Regions from separate parts of the Mus musculus genome. Here region 2 is linked to region 1. A link is a contact called in public promoter capture Hi-C data. All regions are on one chromosome and are shown on one strand. The core of a region is the stretch at or near the end of the contact, and the rest is flanking DNA. Distances in the headings are between cores, read along the strand shown. Region 1 overlaps Tlk1 (tousled-like kinase 1). Region 2 overlaps Mettl8 (methyltransferase like 8).

What was found. Capture Hi-C pulls out chosen DNA fragments and counts their contacts.
Region 2: a promoter capture Hi-C map of liver shows a contact between it and region 1. The contact joins two enhancer-like sites. A contact is called at or near these places in 4 of 115 datasets of contacts at active chromatin or transcription factors (bone marrow-derived dendritic cells, bone marrow-derived macrophages, embryonic stem cells and 1 more) and 3 of 9 other capture datasets (adipose tissue, liver and pancreatic islet).

The regions. Positions count from the first base shown.
Region 1 is chr2:70,800,365-70,804,779 of GRCm38.p6, reverse strand. All of the region lies in intron 1 of Tlk1 (tousled-like kinase 1), which reads left to right. Among named protein-coding and RNA genes, the nearest start is that of Tlk1, 23 kb to the left of the region's middle. Within about 2 kb of position 1,964, at least 44 of the 459 cell types and tissues checked have an H3K27ac peak or open chromatin away from gene starts, as enhancers often do. A contact at or near this core is called in liver, where this site is marked.
Region 2 is chr2:70,967,705-70,971,843 of GRCm38.p6, reverse strand. The region is part of intron 7 of Mettl8 (methyltransferase like 8); the gene reads left to right. Among named protein-coding and RNA genes, the nearest start is that of Gm39843, 47 kb to the right of the region's middle. Within about 2 kb of position 1,298, at least 4 of the 459 cell types and tissues checked have an H3K27ac peak or open chromatin away from gene starts, as enhancers often do. A contact at or near this core is called in liver, where this site is marked.

The sequences.
Region 1 (4,415 bases), core at 715-3,214:
TCCGGAACACAGCCTCTGTGCTCTCAGAAAACACTTCCCAGAAGATTTCACCTCAATAATGCTGGTCTTTTCTTAATCACTGCTAATTTCTTAGCTCCAGCTAACCAGCATCAATAGTCCCAGTAATGCAAAGTTTTCACTTTAGTAGTTCTGGTATCTTGTTAATCACAGCTGATTCTTCAGCCCCAGCTAACCAGAACCACAGAATCTTCACAGTCAAAATAGCAACAGCCCTGATAAGAGTCTTTCATCTTCCCTCTGAAATTTCACAAGCCAGGCCTCCATCTTCTGCACTGTTCTAAACATTATCTTCCAAGCTCCTACACAACATCCCACAGAGCTCTTAACACCAAATGGATCTTCTAGCCCAAAGTTCCAAAGTCCTTCCATAGTTCTCCCCAAAACATGGTTGTGTTTTCACAGGAATACCCCACTCCTGGTACCAATTTGTGTTAGGGTTTCATTCCTGCACAAACATGACCAAGAAGCAAGTTGGGGGAGGAAAGGGTTTATTCAGCTTATACTTCCACATTGCTGTTGATCACCAAAGGAAGTCAGGACTGGAACTCAGGCAGCTCAGGAAGCAGGAGCTGATGCAGAGGCCATGGAGGAATGCTGCTGCTTACTGGTTCAACTTTCTTTCTTTCTTTCTTTCTTTCTTTCTTTCTTTCTTTCTTTCTTTCTTTCTTTCTTTCTTTCTTTTTTTTTGGGGGGGGGGGTTCGAGACAGGGCTTCTCTGTATAACCCTGGCTGTCCTGGAACTCACTCTGTAGACCAGGCTGGCCTTGAACTCAGAAATCTGCCTGCCTCTGCTTCCCAAGTGCTGGGCTTAAAGGCGTGCACCACCACGCCTTGCTTTCTTATAGTACCCAAGACTACCAGCCCAGGGATAGCTCCACCCACAAGGGGCCTTGCCCTGTTGATCACTAATTGAGAAAATGCCTTACAGCTGGATCTCATGGAGGCGTTTCCTCAACTGAAGCTCCTTTTTCTGTGATAACTCCAGCTTGTGTCAAGTTGACACACAAAACCAGCCAGTACAGTTTTATTAGATTTTTTTTTTACCTATATTCATGAAGTAGATTTGCAACTTTCCTTTTATATAATAAATTTCTTTGTCAGATTTTGTGTTATAGTAACAATTCCTCCATAAAAATGAATTGAGAAATGATTTTGTGTTTACCATTATTTCTAGGCGTCTAAGAACAGTATTATATTTTTCTTTACTTTTGATAGTTTATTGATCAAGCCCTCTAGGTCTGGACATTTTCTGGAGACATTTAGAATAATGGTGTTAGTTTCTGTTAATGTGGTTAGACTTCTTTGAAGTTTTCATTTTTGTGTCAGTTTTGACACACAAAATCATAGTTTTAGGGATTTATCCCTCACCCCCTTTTTAAAGGAAAATTCAAGTTTTAGTTGTTCCTATGTTTTTGTCTTTAATATGATGATGTCTTTTTCTGAAGTGGCATGTAATTGCACTCTGTGTCTTGTTCCCTCCACGAGTGGCCTGTTAGTGGCCATTAGCCCTACTCAGCAGTCAGCTTTCAGTTCTGCTCATTCCTTCTCCTTGCTTTTCGGTTTGACTTTTGTTCTAGTTTTAGTTGAAAAGTATAATTTTCATTTTATTCTGTTTTTCCCCCCAGAAGATTGTTTTTCTTGGCCCCACAAGATGATCCTTGAAGTCTAGCCACCTGAGTTTGAACCCTGAGACCTAGGAAAGAACCAGTTTCCACAAACTATCCTGTGATTTCCACATGTGTGGTGTGGCATACTTTCTCCTTCTCCAAATCAAGAAAGGTAAACAGTTTTAGAGCCAGCGCCGTTGTGTTCTTCACAGCTCCAGCTGGGGTCCTGGGACTGAATCAGCAAACACAAACACAAATCAGGTCCTCCTCAGGCTCCTCCCTCGCTGTGAGGGCTGGCGGCACCACACAGTGTCCACATTCAGAGACGCAGCACTGGCCATGGCTCACAGTGTGCCTGCCAGCAGCAGTCTTTGCTCCGGTGATGAACTTGTTCATGGCTGCTGTGTGCAGTCAGTCCATGGTTGCACCCATTCTCCTTCTTGGTCCTTTTGGAAGCCTGGACCTAACTAGTTCTGGGTTTTGTCCTCTCCCTCCTTTGAAGCTCTTCGGGTTTGATTTGTTGTTCTTTTTTTTTTTTTTTTTTTTTTAAGCTGTGGTAAATGTTCAGCTCTTGGGTTTCTGAATCCTTCCTCTCATGTAACTGGGGTTTATGGACACAGTTAAGCTTTAAGGTCTGTAGTTCTGTGTGGTTCTTCTCAGGTTTTGATGTTGTGCTGGGTGTATGTGTGTGTTGTGCTGGGTAGACAGGTTTTTGTTTTGTGTTTGTGTGGGTATTTATTGCATTTTATTCAGTTAAAAGCATTTTGTAATATCCATTTATGTATTATTTGGGGGGGAGGCGGTTGAGACAGGGTTTTTCTGTGTAGCATTGGTCATTCTGGAACTTGCTCTGTAGGCTAGGCTGGCCTCAAACTCATAGAGATCTGCCTTCCTCTACCTTCCAAGTGCTGGAAAAATATTTCTCTTAATTTTCTCTTTTTCACTTTAATTCCCTCAGTTCACTCTGTCCCTTCCCACTTTTTGTGTCATCTTTTGTTGTTGTTTAAATGATTTACTAATGTATGGGGACATCCACTGAAGTGTAGTCCTTCTCTGGAAGCCATTGAGTGTCCATAGCTACTCAGTTAGAGGGGGGGACTTCTGAGCCCCCCTCTCTTCCATGTACACATTGACTGGCTTGATTATATGCTGCTCTTGTGCAGGCAACCACAGCTGCTGTGAGTTGATGGGTGCAGTGGTCTTGTGGTGTCCAGAAGTTTTACTTGGGCATTCCCAAACCTTAGGGTCTTAGAGTATTACTTCCCCCCTCCCTCATCAGGGGTAGAGTTTTGTTTTGATTTTGCCTTTTTGGGGATGGGGTGGGGGATACTAATTGTCTCATTTGTAGCTGAGCACTGCAATGGCACATCTGCACTTTGTACTTTGACCAGTTGTGAGTCTCTTGCATTCTTCACCTGCCACTCCACTGCACAAGGAAGCCTCTCTTATGCAGTCTGAGAGCTGCACTGGTCTGTGAGTGTAGACACAGTTTAGAAGCCAACTTGTTATAATGTCCATTTAGCAGAGTAATGATAGAGGCTCACTCCTGGGCCTGTTGGTTCTTAGCCACATGATCCTTTTGTAGCACTCAATCACACACCTAAAAGGATAAAAATGTCAGCGTGTAATAGATTCCTGCATACCCAGGTCTATCAGTATTCAGAACTGACAGGATGCATAGGATCAGCCTGAATGTCTATCAGCCGATGGAGAGATAAAGGTATACTGTATACACAAAGTAGACTTTACTTCCACCATAACGAATGCGGTTATGTTATTTTTTGAAGAAATAGATAGATCTGGATAACATCATATGAAGAAAAACGAGCAAAACTCAAATACCACTTTTTCTTTTATACATAAACTCCAGATTAGAGTACCTACAAACAAATCTAAGTAAGACACATGAAAATAGAGGACTTTGGGGAGTAGATTGGGATAGTAAAAGGATATAGAATGGTATAGAGCAAAATACGTGATATACATGTATAGAAATTGCGTAGCACAACATTTTTGGTATGCTAACTTATACTTGTGCCTAATCTTAAGGTAAAAGAAGAAGCCATATAACTAAAACTGACTTTATTTTTCAAAAAGGTACTGTATTGAATCAGTTTTTTTGTTTTGGTTTGGTTTGGTTTTTGTTTGTTTTTCGAGACAGGGTTTCTCTGTATAGCCCTGGCTGTCCTGGAACTCACTCTGTAGACCACGCTGGCCTTGAACTCAGAAATCTGCCTGCCTATGCCTCCCAAGTGCTGGGAATACAGGCATGCACTGCCACTGCCCGGCCTAAATCAGTAATTTTGATAGTTAATTTATTTCTTTTCATCTTATCCATTACTTTGGAATTAGATGTGAGTTGTCAAACTTTTGTGGGGTAGAGAATGTATGAATCATAGTCATAGCCTTGTGCTATGGCTCCTAAAAAGCTTTTTGTTTTTTCTTTCCTGTTTCTTTTGAGACAAGGTTTCCATTAACTCAGTAAGTGTGGCCTCAAACTTTATAAGTATGAGGGTGACCTTGAACTTCTGACCCTCTCACCTCAGCACCACTCTGCCATTTTATGTGGTGTTGGGGATAGAACCTAGGGCCTCATGCACATTAGCCAAGCACTCAACCAGTTGAGCACATCCCCAGCCCCCAAACACTGTCTTGTGTTACAGTGTGAGCACAGCCATACATGGAAGACGGTCTGCCATGTATAAAGATGAAATCTCATCTGTGGACATGGAAATTTGATTTTTATACATGAAAGAAACTGGTTGTTCTCTTCCAAGGATGTTAGTG
Region 2 (4,139 bases), core at 49-2,548, 170 kb before region 1:
AGACTGATTGAGATTGGTTCAAAGAATGTATTTTATCATAATTTGAATTGAATGTTAATAAAAAGGGGACACAGATATCTTAGGATTCTTGCCCTTGTTATGCAGTATTCATTCTGTGTATTATAAAATAAATTCAAATGTATCACATCAGTGCAATTTTTTTACGTATATATGAAATGAACTAACAATCAGGTGAATGAGCTGGGAGTGGTGTTGCACAATTGTGGTCCCAGCTACTTGAGTGGTTAAGGCTAAAGGATCAGTCAACGTCATTTAACTGAATAAAAATGAGGTGAAATGAATAGAGAGACAATAAATGTAAATAAATGGCTTAGCAGTGTCTTTAGGATCACTTAGGACCATAATTATAAATGTGCATCCAAGAACATTCTAGAAAAGTAGCTGATTATCATCAGAAACAAAGCAATGGCAGTAATTCTGCTAGACCCTGAGTCTGAGGGTGGCAGCTTAGGTGAAAGTATTTCATAGGCGATTACAGGAGACCCTTAACTGTGTTTCTAATCATTGACATAAAAGAAAATATAAGATACATGCTGTGGGCAGTCAGCAAATAGTGGGGAATTTTTATTCTTTGTTTGTTCCGTTTTTATCCTCTGTCCCTTCCTCTTACTCTATGCAGGGGCATAAGGACAGCAATCAGCTGAAGACACAAAATAAAGAAAGGGCTGAACATCCTAGCACTTGGATGAGACAGGTGGCTCTCTGTGAGTTTCAGGCCTGTTGTGGTAAATATCATTTGGGGTTTCTACCCCACCTTAGATAATTTAGTTCCCAAATAAAAGACGCAAAACCTTTATATTTGTAATAAGCCTTAAAGCATTAGAGCTGGCCAGATATCAACCCTCTGCTGGTCTGTCTACTTCCTGGTCAATAACCCTGAGATATTATCACTTGCCCAGCTGGCCAGCCTTCATGGCCAAACACTTACAGTCCACTCCACCTACCCCATAGTGCCTTCTTCTCTCCTGCCTCTCTCTCCTTTCTCCCTCCTCATGGTCCCTGGCTCAGACCCCAAGCCTGGGAACTGCAGCCCCGCCTAAAGGCATCTTTACTAACCAATCAAGGACAACTTGGGGTGAGGGGCAACAATCATACAACAAAAGCTGATATGTGTGAGGATCTGCTCATCTGGAACAGCCAGATTTGGGGGTACAAGGGATCCTGAACTATACAAGATGGAGAAGGGGACCTGAACGCTAGCATGCGTTCATGGTCCTCTGCTTCCTGACTGGAAGGAGTGTGACCTGCTGCTGCAGCTCCTGACCCCTTGGCTTCCCTGCTGTGTAGTCTGTAACTGAACTGTAAGCCAAAGTAAACGTTCTCTCTCGAGTTGCTCCTGTCGAAGTATGTTATCACAGCAACAGGAAAAGCAACTAAGACAGGGCCTTTTCCCATTCCTGTCTTACCGACTTCATTCCCAGCCTGGTCCCACCATGCTTCCCAGGAGCCCGAGTGCAGATAAGTGACAGGAGAAGCAGCCCCACTCCTGTCCTACCCATACACTCTGATGTTAGGCCAGGATTAACACAGTGGCTGCATAGTGATGTGCTGGATTTTTTATTTTTCTAAATTTTTTATTTCATCCTTATTTTACTAATAATTCCAGAGATTTTGCTCTATACATAATAAGTTTATCTTGAAATTGTTCTTTTTTAAGGTTTAGATTTTTAAATTTTATTTTTATTTTATATGCATTGATGTTTTGCCTGCATATATATGTCTGTGTGAGAGTTTTGGGTCCCCTGGACTGGAGTGTCAAGCAGGGGTGAGCTGCCTGCCATGTGGGTGCTGGGAATGAGCCCAGGTCCTCTGGAAGAGCAGCCAGGGCTCTTACACGTTGAGCCATCTCTCCAGACCCCAGTTTTGTTTTGTTTTGTTTTGTTTTTCCATTGATGTAAGCACTACATGAAATGAACAAAGAATAACACTTCCCTTCGTGTGTTTATGCTTCTTTCCTTTTTTCTTGTGCTATGAATGAAACTCAGGGCTTCACACACGCTGGGCCAGCATCCACGCATGGAGCTTGGTACTGCAAGTACCCCGGCTTGTAGTTCAGCTTTTAAAAACTTTCCCCTAAGCATGCCATTGCTTTCTGTCATGTTTCTTATCTGTTTAGATTTCTTTTCCTAGCAGCTTTTATCTCCTCCCTAGCTGCTTTCTCTGTGACATGGCAGAAGCTGGATTTTATCCCACTAGTCCACTAAATGTAGTTTTTTAGGATTTTTAAATTGTATGTGTGATATGTGTGTGCGTTATATGTGTGTGAATGTGTATATGTGTGTATGTGCATCTGTGACTATGTGTGCATGTGTGTGAATGTGTGTATGTAGATATACATGCATAACTGCGTGTGTGTGTGTGTGTGTGTTATGTGTGACTGTGTGTGTGATATGTGTGTGCATGTGTGGATGTGCATGCGTGACTGCGTGTATGTATGTTATGTATAACTGTGTGTATGACATGTGTGTTATGTGTGTGTGCATGTGTGTGAATGTGTGTGTGTGGATATACATGCAAAACTTGTGTGTGTATTATATATGTGAGACTGTGTGTGTGTGCATGTGTGACTGACTATGTGCGTGTATGTGTATGTATGTGCGGCTGTGTGTCCCCCATCATGTATGTGGCAGTCAGATGACTACCTTGTGGCGTTGGTTCTCGCCCTTCGTCCTCACATGGGTCCCTCTCAAGTTGCCAGGCTTTCCTGCCAAGTGTTTTCTACCTGCTGAGCCATCGTGGCAGCCATAAATACTGTTTTAATTGAAAGGAATATATAAATTATCTGCGTTAATCTCTTCACCTTTTCAAAATAAGATCACCTCAGCAACTTTAAGTGGCTCAGATAAAGCAGGCGCAGGGCTGGTGTGGTGGCTTATGTCTGTAACACTAGCGCTCAGGAGGCTGATGCAGGATGACTGCTGCGAGTTCAAGGCCAGCCTGGGCTACATAATGAGCTTCAGACCACTCTGGGCTGCAGTGTGAAACCCCATCTTAAAAGCCAAAATCAAACAAAAGAAAAAGAGACAACAAAGACTTGCCCTATAGGCTGCCTTTCCCTTCCCTCCCACAGTAGTCAGATGCTGGTGGCCGTGTCCCCTGAATCCGCTCCAGTGGAGCTCTGTGGGGAGCTAAAGCCTGTCACTCAACAAAGACCTGAATCTTTTTAGTCCCTGGCCCATAAAACATCAGCCATGAGCACAGAACCCAAAATACTAAGTCACAATCTATTTTAAGAGGTCATATTTGATTGCATGCTACATAAGCAGAAAGGGTGATTAGAAAGAAGGAAGCAAGAGCCTCTCGGTGTTGAGCTGCAAATGGGGATGTGACTGCAGTCGAAACAGGCCAAGAATAAGGGGAAAAAGTATTTTTCTTGAGAGGAACCATGAATACAGAGGCAGAGGACACAGAGCCCAGCATGCTATAGTGTTTGTTTGGAAGAGATGCTTTTGGTTAGAAAGCAGTAGAAACCTCATTGGAAGGATTCACACTAAAAACCCTATAAGAACTAAACCTTTGCCCTCTGGATTAAAATCTTGATATTGTTTTGACAACGATGTGATTTAACCAGACCATTGTTTGAAGTCAGATAACTCATTGGTAATATCCATGAAGAATTACCAAGAAGGGTAATAAGGTATATTATTAGAAAGTGATTCTGTTCTGTGCTTGGGGAGGGAAGTGTTTGTCCCAAGGACCTGCCAATGGGAGACAGAGAGATCAGCAAAGGGGAGAAGTAAGAAGACAGAAAGAGATTGGTGAGCACACGGACAGGACAGAAAGAAAGGGAGTGGACCAGGGTACCTTTCATCTTACTAAGGAAGTCAGCGGTGGAAGGGGTGGTTCAGCGAGTAAAGCACTTACTGTGCACCCCTGAGGACCCTGGGTCAGATCCCTAGAACCCAGGTTAAAAAAGCCAAGCAGGCATGGATGCTGCCTGTACTCCTGGCCTTCAGGGGGCAGAGACAGGATCCAGGAGCAAGGTGGCTAGCTAGACTAGCCAGAATCTGGGTTCTAGGAGAGACCCTGCCTGATGTCAAGTTTGGGCTACATATACATGTGGGCATGCATGCACACTCGTGGAAAAATAAAAGGAAGGGAGGGAGGGAGGAAGGGAG